Regions from separate parts of the Muntiacus reevesi genome. Here region 2 is linked to region 1. A link is a contact called in public Hi-C data. All regions are on one chromosome and are shown on one strand. The core of a region is the stretch at or near the end of the contact, and the rest is flanking DNA. Distances in the headings are between cores, read along the strand shown.

Evidence for each region. A called contact is a pair of places that touch in the nucleus more often than the background predicts.
Region 2: a Hi-C map of muscle shows a contact between it and region 1, with 6 times the contacts expected there. The contact joins the promoter of PRCP here to the promoter of RAB30 in region 1. A contact is called at or near these places in 2 of 3 Hi-C or Micro-C datasets (blood and muscle).

Annotation. Positions count from the first base shown.
Region 1 is chr5:12,480,692-12,487,043 of mMunRee1.1, forward strand. It overlaps RAB30 (RAB30, member RAS oncogene family), which reads left to right and starts at 1,441. Exons shown (of 6, transcript XM_065936983.1): 1 at 1,441-1,625. LOC136169174 (a long non-coding RNA gene) reads right to left here and starts at 1,231. Exons shown (of 4, transcript XR_010663392.1): 1 at 1,105-1,231; 2 at 631-701; 3 at 1-188.
Region 2 is chr5:12,625,664-12,631,621 of mMunRee1.1, forward strand. PRCP (prolylcarboxypeptidase) reads left to right here and starts at 2,866. Exons shown (of 9, transcript XM_065936994.1): 1 at 2,866-2,905; 2 at 4,500-4,682. The coding sequence starts at 4,515. It overlaps DDIAS (DNA damage induced apoptosis suppressor), which reads right to left and starts at 2,821. Exons shown (of 7, transcript XM_065936991.1): 1 at 2,714-2,821; 2 at 2,476-2,603.

The sequences.
Region 1 (6,352 bases), core at 191-2,690:
TATCAGCTATAATTTTAACTCCTAACAAGTGAAGTGCATAACCCTACTAACCCAAAGTGATGTTATGTTTTCAGGATAATATGCAAAAGGAAAGGAGAAAAACAGCACTAATATATCAGCCTTTTTAGCCCTTCCGACACCCTCAGGAGGAAAGAAAATTTTTCATCTTTTCATTGTGTAGACAGACTCTGAAAAAGAACAAACACACAGCATTGTTTTAACAACACAAATGGAGAAAAAATAAATACAGTTCATTCGAGATACTGGGCAAAACAACTTAAAAGACCAATGATTTTAGTTTCAGCTACTTAGTTTGAAAGCAAATTAGCTGCTAAAGTAGTGGTATATATGGAGTTCTACAAATTAAACACTAATTGTATTTTTAAAATAAGTTGGTGGTTCATAGTCCTGAAGATCCCGTCTGGGCAGTAATTTCAATATGCACTCTAGGTTTATTCAAGAACCCTCTTACTCAGGAACCAGTCTCCAGCCGTCAACAGGCCGATCATCAGTATTTCCTTTTAAAGTCTCCCTGCCTTCGCTGGCAAGTATGAAGATGTCATTTTAAACAGGGGCTTTGTGTTTTCTTTACTGCGGGGCCAAAGCGCCGTTCCCTTCCAGCTTAGCTACCTTTTAACATCGATGTCTTTGGAACCTTTTGCAAATCACTTCTGCAGGAAAGACCAATGAGGGTCCGACACCTTGGGAAAGGAGTAAGGACGGTTGCAGAATGACAAGACAATTAAAAAAAAAAATCTGGGAGAGATAGCCCAATTCCTTAGGTAGAAGCTTCTGCGACCAAAGGCTAGAGGGTCGCCACCCGGGATCCCCGCAGCGCACCCCACTCCCACAGGAAAAACACAACCGCCCCTTACTATCCTGTCAGCGGCTCAATTTGCTGCTCTGAGCCCAGAAGTAAACTGACTCCCTCAATCCCTTTGTCACAACGTGGGGCAAGAGGCGTAGGCGACCTCCGCCAACTCCAGCAGGGCCGTAAGGCCGAGGCCCACTCGGCCTCTCAAGCCGCCACCAGTCGGACACGTCCTACTCGGCCCCAGACGCCGCCTCCATCCCCCGGTGCCCAGGTTCGGAACCCAGGCTCACCGACCGACTTGTCCTCCTTCTCACTGTCCCCTCTGCACCACCACTCGGCTCCCGCGTCCCCTAAAAACTCAGCCGGCGCCGCGGAATCGGTTCAGCACCCCTAACATGGCTGCCGTGCCCACTTCGCTCCCTTCGCCCTCTCCAAGCGCGTCCGACCGTGGGGCATTTTGGGCATTGTAGTTCCGGCGGATAGCCCGGCTGTTCCGCCTGGCCTTGAGGAAACTACGATTCCCAGAATGAACCGCTCCTGAGCATGGCTATTGGGGCCTTTAGGACAGTGGGATGATGTCATTGCAAAAACCCCACTGCATTCATTGTGCTACGGTCTATCCACCCCCCTGCTGCTGCTAGGCTTGCGATTGCCGCTCGCTCCAGCTGAGCTAAGCGTAGCAGCAGCACCAGGGCAAGGACTGACTTCAGCCTTTGGACTTAGGACATCGCAACACCCTCCCTTGCTTGCGTGACTCATTCGCACATCCTTTCTGTTTATGCCTGGGGTGGGGAGAAAAATCCCAAACCAGGTGAGTTGAAGTGATTTATTCAAATGATTCTACCAAGTTATTCCTCCCGCTTAGTTCTCAAGGCTTTCTTTTGGGAAGATGGGGGTGGGAGGATTGGGAAGGTTGTTCACAAGCGCTGCTAAGCGAAAAGCTCTCTGCAATTTGGGTCACTGCAAAGAACAACTCCAGCAGCCTTCCCCCGCCAGAGGACGGATGCTTGCCAATTCCCTAGTCGCAACTCCCCTCAACCTTTTTGAAGGCTGGGAGAGGGAGCTGGGTTGGGGAGGATGTTGGGAAGTGCTCTTGGAAAATAATCAGAGGAAGGCAGTGGTGGGAGACTGCAGTCCTGTCACATACGGCCCGAGTGCTGGGATTTGAGTGGGAAGGGGTGATGCGTGGGGAGACAGGGAGCCAGTGATTTCATGTGGTCGCACTACTTTGGAACATTTCGTGTCACTTGGGCGAGCACACACTATTCATTTTTAAGATGAGCGTGCGTCTGAGTAGGTTAAGTTTTGTGGGGCTTTATTTTGTGTGTGTGTGTGTGTGTGTGTGTGTGTGTGTGTGTGTGTGTGTGTGTGTGTCTACGTCGTTTGTCTCGTCGCCTTTTCTGCCGGTTTGAGGTGACAGTGTCCTTTAATGGTGCACTCCGTGCCAGTCAGAAACATTTCACGTGTCTGGGCAAGGTTCTTTGAGGCTGCTGGAAGCAACGTTTTCGTTGAGTGTTTTTCCTCTCCCAACTGCAGGGTTTCAGGATTGTTTGGAAGTGGAGCCGACAGATTTGTACTTGTGCGAATGTTTTAAATTACGTTGCAATAGGCTTCTTGCCACTGACAGTGGTACCCTAATGAGCTGTCCTTTCCTGAGGCAGTCACCAGTCACAAATAACGGTTTGGAGAATGGATCGTTAGGGTTCATTTTTAACGCATCAGGGAAAGGACAAGTTAGAAGCACTGTTAACCTTCATTTGCCATTACTGAAAGGTACGGCATGGAAGAGGGATCCTGGACTTGGAAACCGAAAATGACAGTAGAGCTTTTTTGGCTTTTTGGTTTTGTTTTTTTTAAACAAACTGACACGTCTAACAGGACAGAGAGCATTTTGACCCATGTGATATTGGCTCTGTTCTTGTAAGAGTTACTAGGATGATTAGTACAATAAATATGTCATTTTGGAATAAACAGCTGGCTGACTCCAGAACAGATGGGGCCAGTCTTAAGCTGAGAGATCTACAACCTTGGAAATGAATGGACCTGGGGTCAACCACACCCCCTCTTGGAATGTCAAAAGGAGAAATGCCAGAGTGTTTTATGCTTAACTCCAAAATGCCAAACCTTTTCGGAGCCAAGTCAGCCACTGGGGGAAAGTCATCACTGGTTATCTTCTGCTGCTGAACCAATTTTGTTCATTTTTAATTCAGACCGTTAGGTCTCTGAAGTTACAGCTGGGCGATGCTTCATTCCATGCCGCTTGTTACTGAATGCAAAGGACAGTCCATTGTATGGGCTTTGTAGTAGAGTGATTTATTGGAATGCAATGAGCAGCTTTGGGATTTGGGAAAAGATGGTCTGCCTGGCTTTGCTTCTTTCTGTGTCCCTCTGTTGCTTATTGTCTGCTTTCCTGAGCACCCCTTCTGTGCTGTCTTCCTTTCCACACCCCTCTGTGTCTCTTGAAGTTCTTCCAGTTTTTCTCCCTGTCTGTCCATTTGCAATTCTCATTTTTCCCTCTGTGTTTCAAAATCTCCCTATCACCAGTATATCACATCTCTCTCTCTCTAAGAGTCCTTCCAGGCTCTGGATACCCTCCATCTCTTCTCTGCCTCACCCAGAACCTCCAGGGTAATTGAGACTTCAAATATTTCTTCTACTGAGTCCTCATGGAAGAGGCTTTGCCTTTTCTTCTTGCAGTTGGTGCTTGGCAGGATGAACAGAATGAACCTAACCCCTTGGCCTGGTTTGTGGCTTCTGTCGCAGACATAATTTGGCTCCTGCAGCCTGGGGAGGACAGTGAACTGTTACAGTTGAGCTCACGCTACTTTTCCTTTCATGGGTACATGTTTTAAGAGCTGCCGGAACATTACAAGTTTTGGGGTTTTTTTAAATATAATTTTCTTTATTTCTTTATTTTTGGCCATGCTGGGTCTTCATTGTGGCGAGGGCTTTTCCCGAGTTGTGGTGAGCGAGGGCTGCTCTTGGTGGCGGTGCCGGGGCCTCTCATTGCAGCGGCTTCGCTTGTTGCAGAGCCTGGGCTTCGGTAGTTGCGGCTCCCGTCTCTAGAGCACAGACGCAGCATGCGGCGCACAGGCTTAGCTGCTCCACAGCACGTGGGATCTTCCCGGACTGGGGATTGAACCCGTGTCTCCTGCATTGGCAGGAGGATTATTTCCCACTGAGCCACCAGTGAAGCCCCTGGCAAGGTTTTTAATGCTCTACACAAAATGTTCTCCTAATTCTCAGAGAATCAGTAGACTTTGAATGGCTTCTTCCTAATTTATTACCCACCCTACCCCCCACCCCTGTTGGGGGGTAAGTCTTTTCTGCTCCCTTCCCTGTTGATTGCTGAGGAGCAGGTCCAAGTGAGCAAACTGCCCATTTGGGTTTTTTTTTTTTTTGAAGATGCTTGGAGCTGAAACCGCTTTTCTTCCTGTCGTTTCTTCTCCTTTTTGGCTGAGAGAAGTTTGTTGTTTTATACCCACCGCCCCATTAAGGCAAAGGAGGTGGTAGTGGCTATGTTTGTTTGTGAAGTAAGAGCTCCTCTAGGCAGGGGAGGTTTCACTGCTGTCCTTCTGGAGGCAACTAGTGTGACAGGCAGATTCAGAAGCGCTCCCGCACCACCTGAGACCTCACACTCACCATCTTTTCATTCTGAATTTTCTTCTAAGTTGCTCCCTCTTCTACCCAGGCTTTTTAGTGTTTTCGGGAGGAGAAATGAGCTAAATGGGAGGGTTAGTTTTGGCCTCACTTCTGCCATCTTTGTGACCTTGAATAACTCTGCATTTCTTTCTCCCTTTGTTTAAATCATTTGCAAAGGGATAAGGATCCTTGCCCCTTTGTTTACTTGGTCTGGTGACATGGCCCCAGCCTGTCCTTCTGACAACAGATATTGTGAGCAGCTAGATCTTCCCTAGCTCAGTCGGTAAAGAATCTGCCTGCAATGCAGGAGACCAGGGTTCGATCCCTGGGTCGGGAAGATTCCCCTGGAGAAGGAAATGGCAACCCACTCCAGTATTCTTGCCTGGAGAATCCCGTGGACAGAGGAGCCTGGCAGGCTATAGTCTATGGGGTCGCAAGAGTTGGACACAACTTAGTGACTAAACCACCACCACCTCTGTGGTCTGAGGACTGGGTGTGTGTGTGTGCTCAGTCGCCCAGCCCTGTCTGCCTCTTTGCAACCCCATGGACTGCAGCCCAGTCTCCGTGAAAAGAGATGCTTCCACCACCATCATGTAATTTATGTCCTGTTAGGGGAGATAATCTGAAGAAGGAAATGGCAACCCACTCCAGTGTTCTTGCCTGGAGAATCTTAGGAACGGGGGGAGCCTGGTGGGCTGCCGTCTATGGGGTCGCACGGAGTCGGACACGACTGAAGCAACTTAGCAGCAGCAGCAGCAGCAGGGGAGATAATCATTGGAGAAGTAATTGCAAGTGTGATGAATTCTCCTGCCAAAGTGGGATGTACAACAAGGTCGGAGAGGAGTGGTTAACTTGGTGTGCTTCCCTTGTCTGGAGGAATCAGGGAAGGCTTCCTGTAGGAAGTGACATTTCAAGAGACTTGGAGAGTGAGAGGAAGTAATTTAGGATGGCAACAGGAGGTACTGAAATGAGGACAAAGGGGTGTTTCTAACATGGTAACTACACATTCAAAGTACAAAGGAAATAGATGACTGTAAGTATTTAAAAGTTAGTTAGTTATGGGGGTTAGACAGTTTATGGGGGCAAAACAAGGAGAGAGAGACCAGAATGAAGAATGAAGCTGGAGAGGTGGACAGAGTCTGGAGAGGGGGCAGTTTTCTGAGTCACTGGTGAATTTGGTCTTTAGCCTAAGTGAAGGATTTTAATTAGCTAGATGAATTCCATATTCAGGTAGGATGATATTAAAAAATCACCTTGGCTGTTAAGTTGGAGAAGAGACTGGAGAGAATTAGCTAAAGCAAACACAAGATGAGATGGAAAGTCATTTTTGTAGTCTACCTGTGGGATGGTAGTGGCCTTGGATCTAGGGTGATGGCCGCGGGCTTGGAGAGAAGGGAAGCGATTGGGAGACCCTAAATCTGAAGACTATAGTTGATACAGTTGTTGCTAGATTGGGTGTGGGGATAGAGAAAAGATGGAGTTAAGATGACTTCCGTTTTCCTTAAGCTACTGGATATATCACTTACAAGAGAAAGAGGACAGTGGATGGGGACCAGATTTTTATTTGAGTTTTCAAAGACTTTTGGACGTACTGAGTTTGAGGTTCCATGAAGACATCTAAGATCTCTAGCTCACCTTGTCTGTATGTAGAGTGCATCATGGTGGAACAGAAGAGACCTCTGGTGAGGCTTTTTAAGACTAGCAGCTACTTATTTATGAGTTTAGACACATTATATTCTTTTTGCGAGCTTTAGTTTCCTCATCTGTAAAATATATTTATTCCTCTAATTCATACTGATCCCTGGCAGCTGTATGGCCCTGTGTTAGGAATACAGCACTGAATGAGACAGTGTTTGCTTGGGAAAAATTCACGTAGGTGAGGGAGAGGAATATAAA
Region 2 (5,958 bases), core at 1,616-4,115, 150 kb after region 1:
GTAAACTCAGCAAACAGCAAAAAGACTTTCCATCCACTGGCAGTGGACAAATATGAAATCAGATCCTTTTAGGCAGTCACTATAGTCATTCCCTTGGCTGTTTCCATAGTATTTCCTTATGATTCTTCTCATCTAGTTTGTTTTGTGTCTCTCTCTAGTGCCTGACTTAAGGTATTGAATCCATGTTTGATGGAAAACTGAATGAAGCATGAGGAATGAGCAAATACTAAAGTTAGGAAAACATGATCACAGACTTGGGGACAATTCCATATGTGGTGTCTATCTGCGGTTTATCTTTCTTCTTGATTTTATTGGGGAGGTGGTGATACAGCGTTACATTGCTTTCAGTTCCACCACAGTCAACAAACCATATTCCAATTTAATAAGTTCAATATGTGCTCAGTCGCGCCTGATTCTGTGGCCCCATGGACATAGCCCGCCAGGTGCTTCTGTCCATGGAATTTTTCAGGCGAGAATACCATAGCAGGTTGTCATTTCCTATTCCAGGAGATCTTCCAGACCCAGGGATCGAACCTGCGACTCTTGTGTTTCCTGCATCAGCAGGCAGATTCTTTACTACTAGTGTCACCTGTGAAGTCCAAGTTCAAATATACTTACTTATTTATCAATTATTTATTGTGCAGTTGATAAATACCAGGTGATGGGAATAATATAAGTGATGAACAAAATAGACAAGGTCCTTACCTGGTCACTAGATCTATAGCTTAGTAAGAGATAGGTGGAAAATTCTATACAGGAAAAGTACATTATACCATGAGAAAATATAATAGGGGGACTGATTCAGTCTAAGACTATGGACAAGGATGAAAGCACTCCTTTAAAAAACTGGCCCACACTTCTAACGGCATACAGAAAAGAAGATGTGACTAACTCCTCTCCCTTTCTTCATTCCTCCTCAAACTGCTCTTGCTTTGCAAGAAAATCTTTGTCATTCTGTTGCTCTCAGATTTCCCATTTCATATATTATAGGACAGACTCCTCAGCTATGGAAAGGGTAGTTATTTTGAGTTGCTTTATTAAAGCTGTCTAATAGCCTCCCTCTAAGAGTGCATACTTTGTCTAATCTTTCTAATGGCAGTCATAACAAGTCCTTGAGAAATGATCTTCTGACATTAAAATGAAAATTCTGGAAAAGGGAGAGGAAGGCAGGAGATTAAAAAAAAAATCAAATAAACAAAAAACAGACAAAACCTCTTTTGTTTGGAGAAATAATGATGAAAAATATTTTAAAAACACTACTCAGGAAACTCTTAGTGAGTGTCAAGCACAGTTTGTTCATTGCACTTATGACAGGTAAAGTTCCAGAGATGGGGAAGGGGACAGGGTTAGAGATAGAAAGAAAAAAATCATCTCATGCAGCTGTCCTTTCTGAACACATTCCAGCAACACTAGCCTTTTCTTAGTTTCTTGAACATTAAGATGCTAAGTTCTTTCCTGCTTTAAGGCCTTCACATAACCTGTTCACTCTGGAATTTTCTTCCTTTCTTCTATTGCATGGTTAGATCATTCTCATCTTCTAGGCCTCAATTTAAGTGTCAATTCCTCAGAGGCCTTCCCAGACAAACCTAACTCAAATATATTCCACTTCACTCTTTTTAAATCCACACATAAAAAGTTTAAGTTCCATTAGGAAGGAATCTCACATCTTGTTCACCATTGTGATCCTAATACCTAGAAGTTCTTGGCACAGAGGGAGACGCTTAAAAACTATCTGTAGAATGAGTAAGTAACTACTGGGTTCTTTGTGACCCAATTTTGCAGGATGACGAAAGGCTTCCTGATTTAGAAAGCTTCATAAATTGAGACCTAAAGAATGAGTAAGAACTAGGTGGAATGGGATTCAGAAGGAGTCTGAAGGTGAGGGAGAATGGTGTATTTGAGGGACTCAAAAGGATATTCCATGTGGTTGGAGCACAGGGCTGGAGAGGTGGAAAAACAAAGTTGGAGTACTAGGCAAAGGCCAGACAAGAAGGGCCCCGTTAACCACGTTAAGGAGTTTAGACTTAAACCTGAGGGCAAACAGGAGCGACCAAAGGAAAGGTTTTTTAATGGGGAGTGCCCTGATCAGATCTGTACTTTATCAGCCTAGCAACATGGAGACTGTATTGGAACGTAAGGAAATTGAAAGAACCAGCTGGGAGGCTACAGTCATAGTTAGGAAACTGTTGTGCTGAACCAAAGTAAAACTGGCGAGAAGTGTATGGATTGAGATATTCAAGAGGTTGGTATGGCTTGATGTGAGAGACAAGGAAGGTACCTAGAAAACTTGTTTCTGGTTTGAACACCCTGCTCAGTTGAAGCACTTGTCCCTCTGAGTCATCAAAGCAGTTTGGAAAAGATCCCTTTTTAGCAGATACTACTGGGCATAGCAGCCAGCTGTGTACGAACCTCCGAGCAACTCAAAATTTGCAGTAGCACCTTTTCCTCCCTGTATTTCGGGTTCCAGACACTTACCCGTTTCCAGGCCGATGGCACACACAGACGCTCTCTGATTGACTGCAACAGCACCGTCTAAAATGAAAAGAACAGACCTTCTCACTCTTCTACTCTCATAACCGCCCTTTTATGGAAGAGACTGACTCCTGAAAAAACAACGTAGAATGCTCTGAGGCTCACTCAGAACGACGTTTAGGGGTCTTCTTAGGAGTCTCCGGCCCTTGTTCCCCGAGAATCTCCTCCCGCACCTCCTCACCTGAGGTAGAAGACCAGGAACCTGCCCGGGCGAAGCTCAGTGACGCGGACCCCCAGGACTCAAGCGGCAAGAGAGTGTCTGCCAATCGAATCTCCCGCGCTTCCTTCCGCCGGAAGTGACGCCATGACTGTCTGCCCTCAGAGCCAATCAGAAGAAGACGCCGCCGAGGGTGGAGATGTAACGCGACAACTTGTGAGCTTTTGGGAACGACCATTTTTGTCAGAGAGGGTTTGGCAAGTGTCCTTTCCCAACTGATGGAGCAGTAGAACAGTCTGTACAGTTGATTTTGAGGCAGCGTTGAGCCAGCTAGGCGTAGGGACCCCGGGAAGGGTGGTAGTGGGTGGGAGCGCCCCTCAGACGTTCACCTGGCTGACTGGAAGGAGAAGCGGAAGTCGGTGGTGGGAGAGTCGCGAAGACCGAAGGGGACTCCGCCCTCTGAGGCTGGGACTGCCCCCAAGGAGAGGGGAAGGCGGGGTCCGAAGCTGGGTGCCGGAAGACGGAAGGGGGCGTAGCTTGGAAGCAGGGACCCGGACCTAGTGGGATTCCGAGGCGACCTCAGTTGAGAAGTGGACTGCGTGGGCTTCACGCATGTGTAGGGGTGACCAACCGCCAGAGTCCCCTAGGAGGTGATTAGGCTGACCCGGAGGTGGCGGTGCAAAGGAGCCAGGAAGCCGTGCTACACTGGTTCCTATCTGAGTGACTTAGTGCAAGTCCCGGCACCTCTCCTCACCTCAGTGTCCTCAGCTGTAAGTGAGGGTAGCAGTCATACACGACCCATGATTGAGTTAGTGTCTGCCACTAAGACCAGTGCTATCGTGACCTGTAGTAGGACAAAATGAGGCCTATAACCCTAGAGACAGCGTCTCCCATATCGCTGAGGAACTGCTTCAAAGAGGTAGTGGGGAAGGTTAGTAGTATATATGATTTTAGTGAAAAGGGCAGGATATGCACACATTAATACGGATTGGTAGGTGCCGCTGCCAGTCAGGAGGAGCAGATCTGTACCCTGAGCTCCTCCTTTCAGGCTGTTTTGACTGTCAGGGCTGAGTGACTAGTGAGTGATTTAGTCCTTGTAGAGCTGGTGGCTAGTACCAGTTTTTAGTTGGCAGTAGCCCTTCCCGGGGCTGCCCTGGTGGCTCAGACGCTGAAGAATCCGCCTGCAATGCGGGAGACTTGGGTTAGATCCTTGGGTTGTGAAGATTCTCCTGGAGGAGGGCATGGCAACTCACTCGAGTATTCTTGCCTGGAGAATTCCATGGGCAGAGGAGCTTGGCAGGCTACCGTCTATAGGGTCGCAAAGAGTTGGACAGGACTCAAGCGGCTTAGCGCGTTCGCACGCATGCACACGCTATTATTATGTAGGGTTTGTGGAGGACAAGGATGTGGCGATGAAATAGAGGTGGACAGGGCAGGGTTTGGCAGTGACGATAAACGGGAGGATATAGGGTGGGGGGAAAGTGTTTGTGGGGGAGTGATATAGTTAAGAATGGGGTTCAGAGGTCAGATAGGAGGGGCCCTGGGATGATAAAGGCAGGCTTTGAGTCGGAAGGGACTAAAGGTAAACTCTAAAGAGGGCACGGTACAAGAGGGAAATGAAATCTGGCGGCGCCCTGTGGGACTGGGACAGGGGTCGGAATGGCTTGGGCAATTCGAATTTGAGAGGCTTTGCTGAGGGGCGGGGTGGCATGGGGTTTCCCCGGGGAAGGCGGGGCCTGTCTCGGGGGCGGAGCTGCGGGCTGGGCGGGGCGGCGTGCATCTGCCTGTCTCCCTTCTACCCGCTCTGCAGCCGCGGTCCAGAGCCATGGGGCGCCGCTCCCTCCTGCTCCTGCTCCTAGCTTTCCTAACTCCTGGGGCCTCCAGCCCCGTATCGCCGTCACTGAGGGCCCCTAGCAGCCTGCCCTGGTCAACCAGCTTCAGATCCCGCCCCACTATTACCCTGAAGTATTCAATTCGCTACATCCAACAGAAGGTAAGGCCAAAAGGGCTGGAGTGTCCGAGTGGGTGGCGAGAACTGGGGCTTTGTGGTTTTCAGGCACCGGAGCTCATCCGAAATTGCAGAACCCTGATGCTGAGGACTTGTCCGACCTTTGACTCACATGTTACAGATGGTGGCCCCAAGTCTCAGTCTGTTTAAACTCACCTACCGTCACCAATAATTTATTGTCAGTTCTGGCTCTACACTCCCTTCTGTGATTGACCATCACAGTCACTTCAACTCCTGCTTGCAGAGGATGCTTTAAAATTCCTTTGACCTCTCGCCAAATTGAAATTATTTAATGCCAGCTCTGGAGCCTACTTCGCGGTGACAGTCATCTTTTGTCCCAAAGCAGCCCCTAAGTTCAAATTTCTAATATCTTACCAGATAATATATAATATTTTTTCAATCAAAAATGCCAGTCTGTTGTCTCATGCTCAACTCAGAGTTGTTGCTTTTGTAACCCTTTTATTAAGAGTTTTCAACTTTCCCTGGAAGTTGCAGGAGTCTGTCAAAATTTGGAGAGGGGAGTGAAGGTGAGCATCTCTGTAGTTCTGAAGTCTGAGTTTAGAGGTTTAAGGTAGGCATGATACCTTTGTGCTTGGCTGAAGCATGAGGTAGGTATTCCCAGAGAAGCCTGGATGAAGAAGTACATCTTTTGTGAAATGACAATATCACTTACAGTTCTGTATTTCTGGGAGCCTGTGAAAAGATAGATGACCTTCCCAGGTGGCACAGCGGTAAAGAATCTGCCTGCTAAGGCAGGAGATAAAAGAGATGGGGGTTTGATTCTTCGGTGGGGGAAGATCCCCTGGAGTAGGAAATGGCAACCCACCCCAAAATTCTTGTCTGGGAAATCCCATGGACAGAGGAGCCTGGTGGGTTACATTCCATGGGGTTTCAAAGAGTTGAACACGACTGGGCGATTGAGCACGTGTGCGTGCTTGCATATGAAGATAGGGAAAGATTTGGGAAATGTTGGGATTAGAAGTACAAGAGTCTGAGGTTTGGCTTTAGGAGTTAGATCAGAATTCCAATCTATTAATACTAGCTCTATGACCTTGGGAAGTTTCATATACCTCTCTCAGCCCGATTTCTTGACCTCTGGGGGATTTGGTGGTGGTTAAATGAGAATACATGACATGTCCCTAGCAAAGTATTTGGTCTCAAGTAGATACTTAGTAAATTGATGGTTACTAACTTATGTGAATTTTGAATAGGAATTTGATATAGAGGGATGACGTGAACTTCTAGAGTAAGAAATCATTTT